Regions from separate parts of the Mus musculus genome. Here region 2 is linked to region 1. The links are chromatin contacts, called in public Hi-C maps. All regions are on one chromosome and are shown on one strand. Each heading gives the region's core, a stretch centred on a gene start, on an enhancer-like site or on the middle of the called end of the contact. The rest is flanking DNA. Distances are from core to core; before and after follow the strand shown.

Region 1 (7,136 bases), core at 1,976-4,475:
TGAGCAGAGGGGACAGAGCACCAGCTGCCACCTGAACAGATTTCCGATGGAGAGCCTGACTTCAGTCTTCCCTGGATATCCGCTTTCAGAGGCATCTGGTAAAGCGACCGAGTCCTTCAGAGCTCAGAAATGAGGTCACATTTCACGATGCTTCTCGGCTTTCTCTTGGCACTGGGCTCTCCTTTCTCAGGCTGATTAAGACAGTTATCACCTGGCTTTCTGCTTCCCAGTTGCCAGAGAGGAGTTAGTCTTGAGAGATGCTTGTTTATGTCGTCTAGGGAGTGGATCTAGGGTCTTGTGTATGCTTAGCACGTGCTTCACCACCAAGCTACATCCCTGGGACTATTGATAGGTTTTTGGTTTTTTTTTTATTGTTTCTTTGAGACAGGGGTTCATGTATCCCAGGCTGGCCTTGAACTTGCGATGTACCCGAGGATGATCCTGAATTCCTGATCCTTCTGTTCTACCTCCCAAGTGCTGGGATTACAGGTGTGTACCACCAAGCCCAGTTTTGTTGTGGGAAAAAAAAGTCTACTCTTGCTTTCATTCAACTTCAGGAAAATCTGAAGTAAATACTGTTAGGTCTCAAACCCTGGGGCACACAGCTGAGGTGCCTACCTAACACATTAAAGTAAACTGGGGGGCCAGGTCCTCCCTGCACCCCTCAAACCCTGCCTGTTAGAAGGTCTTCCTGGCAGGCACACCCTATCCTCTACTCTGAATTCTCCAGCCCAGGGGTTGGGTGCCTTTTCCTGTATAATCCAACCTTTTGATTACTCTGCTCTCTTCTGGGCAACCTGGACGCTGCACCTAGTTCTCCTCTCTTACTTCTCCCCCTCTCTCCACATGGCTCAGGGTCCTGTCCACTCTGACACTGGCTATGCTCTCCCACATACCATACCTATAATAAACTTACTCCTCCACCATACCTAGGAGCTGTCATGTTCTTTCCTTATTATTTTTTCTTTTCCTTTTTCTTTTATTTTTTTCATTCATCTGCTACTGAAACCTGGGCGTGACATAGATGAGTTCCCTCCCCTAAGGAACTCCTCCCAATCAAGCCTGCTGCTGATCTGACTCTCCTAAGGTATGCCATCCAGGAGGGTGCCTGACACAGGTCGGGACAGGCAGGATGCAGTGAGAACATGGCAGCCAGCGTCTGTTAAGTAACTTGGCCATTTGTTCTGGGCTTGAAATCTAACAGATATGTGTATTTATTTTGGTATTTAAAAATGTGTATGGGTGTTTTTGTCTGTATGCATGCATGCCTGTGCACCACTTGCATGCCTGATGCCCATGGAGACCAGAGGAGATTGTTAGATCTCTTGGAACTGGAGTTAAAGATGGTTGTGAACCACCATGTGGGTGCTGGGAATTGAACCTGGGATCCTCTAGAAGAGCAGTCTGTGCTCTTTTCATTCATTTATATATATATATTCTTCGAGACAGGGCTTTTCTGTGTAGCCCTGGCTGTCCTGGAACTCACTCTGTAGACCAGGCTGACCTTGAACTCAGAAATCTGCCTGCCTCTGCCTCCCAAGGGCTGGGATCAAAGGCGTGCGCCACCACTGCCTGGCGCTCTTCTCATATTTATAAAAAAATTATTGTTTTACTTTATGTATACAAGTACTTTGTCTGCAAGTGTGCAGGTACATCATGTGTGTGCCTGGTGGTGCCTAATTTTGATATCTTTAGTGTGAAGTCTGAGTCCTTAAGTTGAACAGCTCTATTCATTGTTTTGTCGCTCTGGGTTAGATCAGGTCCCCAGAAGTAAGACAAGATGCAGATGCCCTGTTAGTGCACTCCTGGGCATTCCCAGGAGAGCCTGCCATCTGTTGGAAGAAGTCGCATGTCACCTGTCAGAGCTCAGAAAGAGTCAAGACTCCTACTGGAGGTCAGCCCTTCCCTGATCCCAGACCTCAGATCCCAGATGAGCCTGGGTCAGATGGAGTCCTGGCCTTTGTTTCCCATAAAAGACTCAGGTGGGGACTAGCACTGAGTCTTCCCCGAAGACAGGTCTTCAATTCCCAGCAGCCAAGGGATCCTATGCTGGTGTGTAGACATACAGACAGACAAAAATCTGTACACATAAAATAAGTAAAATGCACACGTATTTATATGTAATAGTAAAAGCCTCTGTCTGTGGCTTCCCTACCTGGGCTAGGGCAGACTTTGGGAGAAGTGACATCAGAGGCCTGTGGCCTGGTTGCACTTGCTATAAAGATCAGCTTAGCTGTGGGCTAACTACAGTTCCTAGACACTAACCTTTATCCACCCCCCACCCCACCTCCCCTGCATGTAATTACTTTTAAAAGGATACAATAGTCTTGAATCTTCATTTTGTCCTTCCTATTACCATGATTAATTTTGTCTTCCCTTGTGGAAGCTTAGAAACATATAGACTTTGGAACATGAAAAAACAGGCCCAAGTCTAGATCAGCCTTCCTCCTCCTGACCCCCTCAGCCTTCCTCCTCCTGACCACACAATAAGCCACCTCCTCTAGCTACAGTTGCTGATACAATTTAAAATAATGACCACCTAGGTTTTGGTTGGCTAGAGAGCAAACACTGCCCAAAGCGACCCATTCTTTGTTAAATGAAATTGGAGGTTGCCTGTGGAGCCTCTGTTGCCTGCACCTGCCTCTGTTCTTCAAGCATTCATTATCCTTGTAGCAAGAGGCATGTGCCTCCGTGTCCAGCAAGGAGCCAGAACCAGGCTGGCTAGCAACCAAGAAATGCTTCAGTTGGAAGTTTAGTGGGAAACCCAGAGTTGCTTCTAACCCCGGTCCCAACGGTGACCTGTACCTGTCTCCGAGAACCCTTCCCCTGACTTTGAGGATTGCATCTGTCTTCTTTAAGGGAGGCGTGCAACTGCTGAGAATTTTCTGGAACGTATGTTATAATGTGAAAGGAGGACATGGACTGTGTCCTCAGATGTCACGTTCTGATTTTTCAAGTTACACTCTAGACTGGAGCGCCGAGGCCCCAAGTACGTTGTGCGACCCCAGCAGGACGCGAGGCTGAGACCCTGGGAGTCTGGTTGTGCAGGGTCAGGGTCCTGAGTGGGCTCGCTGTCCTCAGTGGGGTTAAAGGCCGAGTGCGTGATCTGCCTCAGGCCCCTCCTGGTGCTGGGGGCGATTCTCGTGCTCTAGCTGCGCTTCTCCGGGGAGGGACTTTCCTGTGGGCAAAGGGACAACCAGGAACTTGGGCTCAGTCTCCACCCCGAGACTGGGCGGGTCCTATCGGCCGGGACGAGGGTGTGGCATTCGCCGTAGTCTAGAGCCTTTCTCCGCACCAGAGGTAAGGGGCTTAGGGCAGTGGTCCGGACCTCCGCCGCGGGCTCTGGGGTCTGGGTGTGGGTCCTAGGCTCCGGGCAGGTGTCCTAGGCTCGGACCTGGAGATCTAGACTTCATTTGGGGAATCCTAGGCTGGGTCGCAGCTGGGGCCTGGAAACCTGAACTTAACCTCGGGATCCTGGGCTCGCCCGCTGTCCTAGGCTTGGACCTGGGAATCTTGGGCTCCTGCCGGTTGTCCTAGACTGTGGCTGGGGATCTTGGGCTCAGGGACCGGGTGCTGTGACCAGAGGCGGGTTCTTTGGGCCACTTGGCTCCGCGCCCTGGAAGCGTGAGGTCCCGGACCGGAGCAGCCACCTGGGAAACGTGGGGAGGAGCAGGCAGTGCCGCACGGTGCACAGCACTCCTGCAGTCCTTTGCTGAGTCAAAGCCCCCCCGGGACTCCGCACTGAGGATAAGCCACTGAGTTAACATTCTCTGAAGCTCACTCCAGCACTACTTGTGTTGCCTTTTCTTTTTGCAAGTAAGTTTGCTTTCTCGTCTTCTTAGGGCGCTCCTCGCCTCTCTTGTAGCGAACGGTCTCCACACAGTGCCTGGCGCCCAGGAATCATCTTATTCTTAGTTTTTATTCTGTGTCTGCCTGTGTCTACATTTTAACTTAGTCCTCGGTGCTTTGACCAGTTGGAGACTTTGGCGCCTAAGACAATTGGCGGTTTAACACTTTGCTGGCTCAATGTGCACCTCAAGGGTATGAAAGCCTCCATTTACTGGAGGAGCACTCTGGGCCTTAAGCAACTGCGCCTTTCATTAAAACTGGGCACTTTAGTGGATGGTGGAAGGATGGATAGGATGGCCGGTTGTTACCTATCCCTCTGCCCATCATTCCCAGACTCACTGTTTCCTTAGGTGGGAAGCAACTCCATTTATGGCCGTGAGTCCCTAGAGAACGGAGGAGAGAAGAACAAGAAGAGAGGACCAGGCATATATTCAGTTGATAGCGTGCCCCCAGCACACCAGAAGCCTTGGGTTTTATCCTTGGCTCCAAATAAATCAGGTGTACGTTTGCCTTTGAGGACAGTTTGGAGAAAATGACAGTCCCAACCCAAGCAACACCCTTTTGGAAGCTTCCCGTTTTAGATTTAAAAGGAATAGAATCTCATACTTCAGGACAATCGGTAGTTCAGGGTAATATTGGAGGGTAGTCTGGACTATTCGAGATCTGGCCTTCAAAAAAAGAAAGACCCAGCCAACAAAAAACCAAAACCAACACAAGAGTAGTAGGTAGGGGCTGGAGGTCTTGGTTCAAGAACACTCGATGCTCCCAGTACCCACTCCAGATGGCTCCCAACTGCCTGAAGCTCCAGATCCAGGGTGTCTGACACCCCATTGTGGGCTTGGAGAACACACACACACACACACACACACACACACAATTAATTAATTTAATGCTTTTGTAAAGAGTGTGCAGGAGAGGTTGAAAACTAGATTGAGATTACCACAGCCACTTGAGAGCCACTAACTTCAGTGATGGCCATTTTGCCAAAGCCAGTCAACTCAGCTTTCTGTTGATTTCAGGGCACACACACACACACACACACACACACACATGTACACTCACCCAGTGGTCCTAGAGACACAGAGCTATTAGGGAAAGGGTGATGATTTCCTCCTAGCTGGAGTCCCTGCTTTGGTCAGGGATCTTCTTTTTCTCTGAAAGCAGTCTGGAGATTAACAGGTCAAGCTGTGCCTGCCAGCCATCAGTACCCACAGGGTGAGCCTCTTGGTCCTCCCTCAGCCATCAGTGCCCACAGGGCAAGCCTCTTGGTCCTACAGCCCTACATCCCAGGGCACATTGCTTTGTCTGTGACCAGCCAATCCTTTCTTTTCCTGATCTTGCTTGCATAGTTGTAGGCTACCCTGATCCTCTCCAAGAGAGAGCAAGGTGAGGGGTCTGCACTGGAGATGGGTCATGTGTCAGGGAATGGGGGAAGCTACAGAGTGAGTAAGCAGATTTTTCTTTAAGTGTCAGTTTCACCCAATTACTCAACTAAAACCATGTTTTACATTTAAATTGTAGGGAAAATTGGGAGGAGAGCCCTTAAAAGTGTATTCTTTATTTTATCTTCGAATTTGAGATAGGGTCTAAGGTAGCCCAGGCTGGCCTCAAACTTCCTGTATAGCCAAGGATGTACTCGAACTTCTGATCCTATTGTCTCTGCTCCTGAATGCTGGGATTATAGATTATAGATTATTATAGATTATAGATGTAAGGAACCATGCCTAAGCTTATGGAGTGCAGAGGATCCAACCCAGGGCCTTGTGCAGGCTAGGTAACTCTCCCAACTGAGCTACGTCTCTAGCCACCAAAATTACATACCTTTTAAGCTTTTTTTTTCAAAGAGGTGTTGCTTGGGTTTGGGGCTGCCATTTTCTCCAAACCTTGGTGGTTTGTTCTCTTGCAGTATGGAGGGAGTTTAACAGGCACTGAGATGGTCTCCTCAGAGTGTCTTTGAGTAGTGATCAGCTTAATCACATTATTCTAATTCTCCTCAGCCTGGAATGGGCTCATAACCTGGTCCAGTTGAAGATGCAAGGCTTCAAGTCCCGGCCCTCCAAAGTGAGGTGAGGCTCAAGTCCAACTGAGACTCTGGACTTGGTTCACAGTGAGCTGTGGATTCCTGGCTTCTTAACAGAGTCTTGATCTGTGTTTTTCTTTTTGCTTCAACGTTCTCCGTGGCAACGTGCCATGTGAAATAGAGTTGACCGAGGTAGAGCCGGGATGAGAATGTAACTCTGCTGGTAGATTGCTTGCCTAAGATCACAAGACCAGTGGTTCAATCCCCAGCATCCCCTGCCTCAACAGAAACCTGAAGCTTTTTTGATCAGAAAAGGGAAGCTGTAGTGTGTGCGTGTGGGGGTAGGAATCAATGGCTCTTAAATTCCTGAAGGGCTTGGCATGTGGGCTTGGGAATGAGTAACTCCTTATGATAACGGGTATTTGCTCATTGAACTTGAGAAAGTGGCTTTTGGGACGCATAGGGAGGGTGTTAGAGCTGCTGAGAGTTCTCACTGCAGAAAAGGCCTGGGCAGAGGCTCTGTAGAACTGTACTGATAAAGCTATAAAAGATTCCTAATACTTCCTCAAACGTCAGGGTTCATCAAGCTCCCCTAGAAAGTCTAAATACTACTTAGATCCTTGCCCCATTCTTGTTTGCCTGTTTCTAAGACAACAGCCCTGACTCTCCTGGAACTCACTATGCAGACCAGGTTGACCTAGAACTCATAGAGATCTGGCAGCCTCTGCCTCCTTAGTGTTGTGGTTCAAGGCATGTGCCACCACACCTGGCTCTTGCACCATTCTTTTTTTTTTTTTTTTTTTTTTTGAGCGGTTCTTACCGTGTAACCCAGGCTAACTTGGAGTTTGACATCCTTCTGTCCCAGCCTCTGTGTCCTGGTTTTACTTAACTGCAGGTGTGCACCATCATGCTCTGCAGGTCACTGTCCCGGATTCTGATCCAGTGTGATGAACTGGGATCCCAGGACCTGCATGTTTAAAGGTTTTACCAGGACTTCACTGTGAGGAAGCAGACCTTACAAACTCACAAACGAACACACTTGCTAAGCTGAATGACGTGTGAAAACGTGATCTTCCATCGACTCTGATCTGTCATGTTCTGCTTGCTACACGTTGTGTGTAGTGTAGAACATACACTACATGTTCTAGGTGATGTGAAGGCTAATGTTCCATGTGAAGGGGAACTTTCTAAGCCTCCCCATTCTGAAGGACAAATCTCTGCTATAGCAGTCACATCTGCTTTTCGATCAGATTAACAACAGACGTTT
Region 2 (7,136 bases), core at 2,999-5,498, 39 kb after region 1:
GGTTTTTTACAGATCTATGAGAAAATAAAACCCTAAATTCCTGTGTTAATGTGTGGGTTAAACGCAGGGTGTGGCCATAGGCCTACACTTTGCATGGCTTAGAAGAAAATTTGAATCTGGAGAAAGGTGGGACTTTGTTTTTGTTTTTTTTTTTTAAATAAAACTCAAAGCTAATGTGACGGTTCAAAGCAGGAAGGGCTCTTCCTTCCCATGCAGAGCTCTCTGAGGGTTGGATTTGAGAGTTCTGTAGGTCTGCCTGTCCCTCACCTTTTGCTGGATCGCTAAGCTTGTGAAGAATAGGTGGAGAACACATTTAAAACTTTCTCGCTGTGGCATTTTAGAAAAACAGTTTCTATCCTCCCCTCCCCCATGCATTCCAGCTGCTTCTTCCAACAAATAAACAGAAAGTTCCTCAAACAATAATAACCAGCTATGAGAAAGGCAAACGTTGTTTTGCTTCCAGGTTCTCTCTTCTCATCAAACATTCAGCCTTCCTGAGGTAACTCCTGTGGCCACAGGGGAGACCATTTCCTCACACAGGGGAGACCATTTCCTCACACAGGCAAATCTTGATCCCTGCTGTTTCCATCTTGTCTCCAGGTACTGATGAAGATGCCATTATCGGAATCTTAGCCTACAGAAACACCGCCCAGCGCCAGGAGATCAGGAGTGCCTACAAGAGCACCATTGGCAGGGTAGGGCCCAGTCTCCTGATCTTGCAGGTGACCAGGGACTCCTCAGGCATCTTGGAAGCAGAGTGCCACCCCACCTCACACACCATCCCCCTCCTGAAGCTAGACTCCAAAGTGACCCAATGCCCTAAGACTATCTGTGAAGTTAGTGGTTATCAGAGTATAGGGAGACAGTGGGGGAAGAGAGAAGAAGCAATGGGTATGGGGCAGCAGCTAGATGAGAGGATGAGGCTCTGTAGCATGGTAGGGTGACCGTGGGTGACAGCTAGCTGAGTACTTCAAAATAGAGAGCAGAGAGGATTTAAACCTTCCTCACACAAACAAATGACAACCATCTGAGTCTGACAGCTATGCCAGTCCCTGCACCTGATAACCGCATGTGTTCAAGCACTAAAATATCACGTTGCCCCATTAGTATTACAACAATTGACCATCCATTAAAAATGGTGATAGAAAAAGGCGCTTGCCCCTAAGCTTGATGAGCTGAGTTCAATACTGGAGAACGCCTGGAGGAAGGAGAGAACTAACTTCACAGAACTGTCCACATGTAAGGTCACACACACATACACACACACACACACACACACACACACACAAACACACAGACACATACACACATACACAAACACACACACACATACACACACAAACACACACACATATACACACATACACACATATACACACACACATACACACACACATACACACACATATACACACATACACACACACACATACACACACACACATACACATACACACACACATATACACATATACACACACACATACACACACACATACACACACATATACACACTAAGTAATGTAAAAAGAAAAAAACATTTAAAGGATATTTTTGCAAAAATCAAAACACAGAAATTCCAGACCCTTCACACTCTGCAAGCAGAGCTTTCTGTATAATTTCATGTTTTCACTATGTGCACCACCCAGGAGCTATCTCAGATCTGAGAATGGAAAAAACACACACACATATACACACACACTCACACACTCACGAGTGTGCCAGTTAATTTTAAAATGCCTTGGTTACCTCAAAGGCTGTGTGCATTCCTAAACCTTCCCCTGCTACCCCAGGCACAATCAGGGAAGTGGCCAGCGGCCATTTACTCAAATCTCACATGAGTGGTTGGCTTTATCTCCTGCTGCTACTGAGTCCCATTCTTCTTCCCCCAGTCCAGGCGATTCTGTCACTCCTCTCTACTTCCTACCGGCGCAACTCTCAGTGTCCCGCCCCTCACCCAGCTATCGTCCATTGGTATCTTTATTCGTAGACCAAAAAATAACTGGGGAAAAGGACCTTCAGCATCTGGACATGCAGATTAACAGTGTTAGCACCAATCTCCAATGCATGCATGGCAGCTAAAAAATTATCTCTTCACCCGGCATGCTCTAGATTTTGTCTGAACTCCCCACCCCTCCTTCACCCGAATTATTCAGCCCAGTCTTTCCACACATCACCATTAAAGACCCCCAACCCTTCTGCTTCTTTATTGAGAACCTTGTCTCTGTATATCGGTGCCCAGTGACTTCATGTCTAGTGCAGGTGTCTTGGGAGATGTCACCGCAGGGAATAGTGAAGCTGTTTCTCACAGATGGCTCCAAACTGCTTGTCACGGTGGGGAGGGATGGATGGGCAGGGCAGAGCTGACTCACTGCTCTCCAGAGCGGCTATAGATGAACTCTGGGCACTCCTGTAGGGAATGGGTCAGAGTGTCACCAACTGTCTCCAGAGCGCCATAAACTGTTCCCATCCCCGGGGAAACTGAAAGAGAACAGTAGCAGACATGGACAGTCAAGGGAGGTGTAGGCTATACATGGAAGTGCTTTATATACATTACATTACAACTGTTGTATCACACACTCGAAATTACCTTCAGAATGGAGCTAACCTATGGTAGTCTAAGATGACCAATATTAATAGACTTCTAATTCATTCATCCACTCATTCATTCGTTCAATCCACATTTGTAGATTTAACATAAAGATGTGCATGATAGAAAAATATATACGTAATCCCAGCACTGGGAGGAGACAGGAAACTATCTAGGGCTTGTTGGCCAGCAGTGAGCGCTAGGTTCAGTGGAAGAACCTGTAGACCTTAGTTGTAGAGAGTAATTGAGGAAGACCCCAGACATATACAACTGACCTTTATACACAATCATGCTTATGTGTGCATGCACGTGCATGTACACACACGGGTACAGACGCACAAACATTCGTACACATATGTGTATGTTTATACACAAAATACACAAAATACGGGGCCAGTGAGGTGGTTTACCGTGGGAAAGTGCTTCTTGCCAACAACCCATGAGTTTGGTCCCACATGATAGAAAGAACCTTCTCTCTTAGGTTGTCCTCTCACCTCCACTTGTGTACTGCAGCGCGCCTCCACACATAAATAAATGAATGTAATTATCAATTTAAAAAAGGAAAAAATAGCTATGTATTCAAAAATAAAATTTAATGAGAACAACACACACACACACACACAACCAAACCAAAACTTAGTGAGAGAGCTGGCATTGTTTTGCAAATCTCACTAAAGTTTGGCTTAATGGGAAATGGCCACACTCCCTTGTCTGCTATGCTGTGTGGTTTTGGTTGTAGTCAATAAGTAAAATCTGGTCATAGCTGGAAAAGCGGGAAGTACTGAAAAGGCTTCTGTGTGACTGCAGACATGCAGATGTGTCAGATGACTTAGGAAAATGCCACCTCGTGCTTCCAAGAGAGTGACAGCACAGGACACTCTTGCCCCATACTTGGATATGGCGGGCATGAGTGACAGTAGCTGCTAAAAGTAGACACATTCTTCTCGTTTGTTGCAGGACCTGATTGAGGACTTGAAGTCGGAGCTGAGCAGCAACTTTGAGCAGGTGATCCTGGGGCTGATGACACCCACAGTGCTGTATGACGTACAGGAGCTGCGGAGGGCCATGAAGGTCTGTGGTCCCCTTGAACTTTTGGTGTTTCCTGTGTACGTGGTAACGAGCTATCCTTCAGAAACATGACCGGCAGAGCTGGACCACGTGGCTCAGTGGTTGAGTGCTTGCAGCTCTGTCAGAGGGCTGTAGTTTACTTCCCAACACACAAGTGCTGGACAGCTCCCAACCACCAGTAACTCCAGCTTTAGGGGCTTTGACACCCTCTTCTGGCCTCCTTGGGCACTGCACTCACAGGGGCAGACCCACACACATCATCTGAAATCTTAAAGTTAAGATTGGCCTATGGTCGAACCCTTCTGAGATGGGGGAAGAGAGACAAGGAGAAACAGGTTTTCCCCTCTGGATAACTTGAAATATACATGGCTGTTGTAATTAAGAAATCCTCAAAGTTTGTTGAGCCATTTGTTGCTCCCTGGGGCTGATGGAAGAAACTGGCCCAATGTGCTGATAGGACCCAGGTGTTACGGGCAGGCACATTCTCTGTAGCTGAGCTGCTTGGCAGCAAGTGACTCTGAGAGGCCAGTGTAGCCGCCCTCCTTTGCTTATCAATGCTACTACACCGTGTAGAAGGTGAAACAGGGAGATAACATCTTTACCAGAACATTCTGACCTTCAGAGAAAGAGAGCAGAGGTTGAAGAAAGAGTAGAACCCCAGAGGGCAGAAACGGCACCTGACCTGTTATGACAAACAACAGATGGCAACTGGGCTCTACAAATGTGCATTATTATTAATAACGATATGGTAAACACACTGGGCTTGGGCGGGGCAGGTAAAAGTTAACAGGCCATGTTTCTAGACCCTGTGAGCTGCTATTATAATCTGCAGCTTCCTGCCTGCATTCTTTCTGAGTGTGGGACTCTGTTTTTAATTAGTAAATGCAATTGTATTTTACTTGTTTAGCTGTGCAAACTTGATCCACTGGCTCATGCCATCTCACCCCTGCCCTCACATTTAGGGAGCTGGCACGGACGAGGGCTGTCTGATTGAGATCCTGGCCTCTCGTACCCCTGAGGAGATCCGTCGAATCAACCAGACATACCAGCAGCGTAAGTAGCAGCCCCCCAGGCCCCGGCCCAGGTTGCCCAGGACTTGAAAGGAAGGCTCGTGACTATCACTTCTCAGCTATTAGATTTTCTCCCATTTGTTTTATTTATTTATCGTGAGTGTTCTGCCATATCTGTGGCCTACCCGGGTACTAGGGATGGAGCCCATGGTCTCTCACAAGCCAAGCCAGCTCTCTAGCACAGAGCTATACCCCATCATTGCTGGTCTCTGTGTTTTTAAAGTCAGTATGGATTGCTTCTGAGGCAAAGACTGTCACACAGTAGGGCCTCTTGCTCAGTGTTCAGAGCCTGAGCCTACACCTCGAGGGTCTGGAGTTAGAGCTCTGACCCTAGATTTGGAGTTAGTCCTCTAACCTGGAAGGTTTTGGATTTAGCTTCCAACCCTGACCTTAGCCCCATGAAGGCCTCTCGACCTCCACTGCTAGCTGAATAACAATCCAAGGGAAGCAAGAAGGCAGTCTGATTAACTCTGACCCTGAATAGTTTATTTTTGGCATATTTAAACACACCGCAATTTGGTGAAAATTTTCCTGGTGATAATTACTCAATCCTGTGTGTACAATAAAACTTAAGATGACTACTTCGAAACTCTGTAAAGTGATTGTGACATCTTCCATAAAGATATATTCTATAGATTGATGACATGTGATACCACCCATAAAGATAAATCCTATAGATTGACAAGTTCATGATAAGGGTCTGGGGAGGATCCCTGTGGTCTCAGCCACACAGAGAGCACAAAGGTCACCAGGATATTATCCAGATCTGCTCCCAGCCTTCTGGGAAGATAACAGGTTATATATCCCTTCCTTTGAAGGAGCGTGTGTGTGTGTGTGTGTGTGTGTGTGTGTGTGTGTGTGTGTTTAACACTCCTGGATCTCCTTGTGCTTATGTGAGCACAAGAACCCTCCATGTCTCCCTCACAGGCCCACCCAGGATATGGAGTTAGCCCCCAACCCTGACCTCAGCCCCAGGATTTGGAGTTGACCCCCTAACCCTGACACCTGTTCCATGGTAGCTTCTGGGGCTGTAGAGAGTGTGACTCTTAGGGAGCTCTGTTAGAACTTTTCTGGGGACTTGTGTCCAGTGACACTGGTCACCTTGCCAGCTTCCATTCAGACACATAGCATTTGCATAGCAAAGTCACAGACAGAAGGAGACCAAGGAGGACTCCAGCCCACCTTCATCGTAAGAGACAGCTGTCGATCCTTCCCACTGTGACAAATTAGCACCTGGGTCATTTTTTTTTTAAACCAAAGTTGTTTTGTTGTTTGTTCTGTTGTTGTTCTGTGCTAATGGGCTTTGTTAGAATTGCTGATAGGAGCATAGGCGAAAGATTGCCTACAGGAACATGGGTACTTTACCCATCAATGGTTATACCACTTAACTCCAACCTGGGGCCTGGCAGAGTTGAGATTTTGAAAGCCTCACTTGGTACCACCTTGGTTTGTGCTGCTGGCTGTGCAGGTGGGATGGGACACATAGCAGGCCGGAGGGTGGCAGCATTGGGCAGGTCTCTGTTCTGATGTACCCATTTCCAATTTTTTGGTAGAATATGGAAGGAGCCTTGAAGAGGACATCTGCTCTGACACATCCTTCATGTTCCAGCGAGTACTGGTGTCCCTGTCGGCGGTGCGTGGCTTCCTCAGTCCTGCCTTCTGACAGGGGATGCTGGGTTGATTGAAACACTCACTCTCTGCCCTTCATCCGTTCAGTCTCCTAAACATGGATCTGCCCGGGGCATCGTTCGTGGGCAGAACGAACTCTCTGTCCCTACATCATTATCTCTCCTCCAGAGACCCTGGCTAGCCATGCATGCACAACCATTTCTTCTACTTTAATTCACTGTCCACACGGCCCAAGTTCATGTCAGCTATTGGATTATAAGGATATTGAGAGACTTCCTGTGTTTTAGATGTTTCTGCTGGGCAGGGTTGGAGAGGTTAAGATTGCCTCTTGCTCTTGCAGAGGATCTGAGTTAACTCTGAGCATCCCAAGTGGATGGCTCACAACCACCTCTCACTCCAGGTCCTGGAGATATGATACTCTTTTCTAACCTCTGGAGGCACCTTTGCTCACATGGTGCACGCGCACACACGCGCGCACACACGCACACACACACACACACTTTTTTTCATCCTTTTTTAAAAAAACAGCCTACCAATCTGGAGGGCAGTACCTATCTTTCACTCCTTAGTGTTCCTCCAGGGGCTCCTCCAGGGGTTCCCATGGCCTTCCATGCTGGAACTGATGTATTTGGGGTTGGCATTGCATCAGCTTTCCAAGTTCCACCTCAGGTCTAGCGTTCTCTCGACCATGAAGACTGGTCAGTCAAGAAGGCTGAGTCAGCTGAGTTAGTGCAATGGTGGGAGCACGGGGTAGGGGTGGGATAGAAAGATGTATTGCC

Evidence for each region. Hi-C and Micro-C count contacts between places; a contact is called where the count stands out from the background.
Region 2: a contact with region 1 is called in a Hi-C map of CD8 T cells, with 2.3 times the contacts expected there. The contact joins the enhancer-like site here to the promoter of Anxa4 in region 1. A contact is called at or near these places in 20 of 39 promoter capture datasets (the 3T3-L1 cell line, 3T3-L1-derived adipocytes, the C10 cell line and 11 more), 13 of 15 datasets of contacts at CTCF or cohesin (CD8 T cells, the G1E-ER4 cell line, the NIH/3T3 cell line and 6 more), 312 of 484 Hi-C or Micro-C datasets (the 3T3-L1 cell line, 3T3-L1-derived adipocytes, the 4T1 cell line and 152 more), 55 of 115 datasets of contacts at active chromatin or transcription factors (the 230-238 cell line, CD8 T cells, the NIH/3T3 cell line and 34 more) and 6 of 9 other capture datasets (adipose tissue, bone marrow-derived macrophages, embryonic stem cells and 3 more).

What each region holds. Positions count from the first base shown.
Region 1 is chr6:86,789,673-86,796,808 of GRCm38.p6, reverse strand. Anxa4 (annexin A4) reads left to right here and starts at 3,225. Exons shown (of 13, transcript NM_013471.2): 1 at 3,225-3,300.
Region 2 is chr6:86,751,378-86,758,513 of GRCm38.p6, reverse strand. It overlaps Anxa4 (annexin A4), which reads left to right. Exons shown (of 13, transcript NM_013471.2): 4 at 601-695; 5 at 3,548-3,661; 6 at 4,621-4,711; 7 at 6,282-6,361. Among named protein-coding and RNA genes, the nearest start is that of Gmcl1, 22 kb to the right of the region's middle. Within about 2 kb of position 4,248, at least 18 of the 459 cell types and tissues checked have an H3K27ac peak or open chromatin away from gene starts, as enhancers often do. A contact at or near this core is called in CD8 T cells, CD8 central memory T cells, DN3 thymocytes and 2 more, where this site is marked.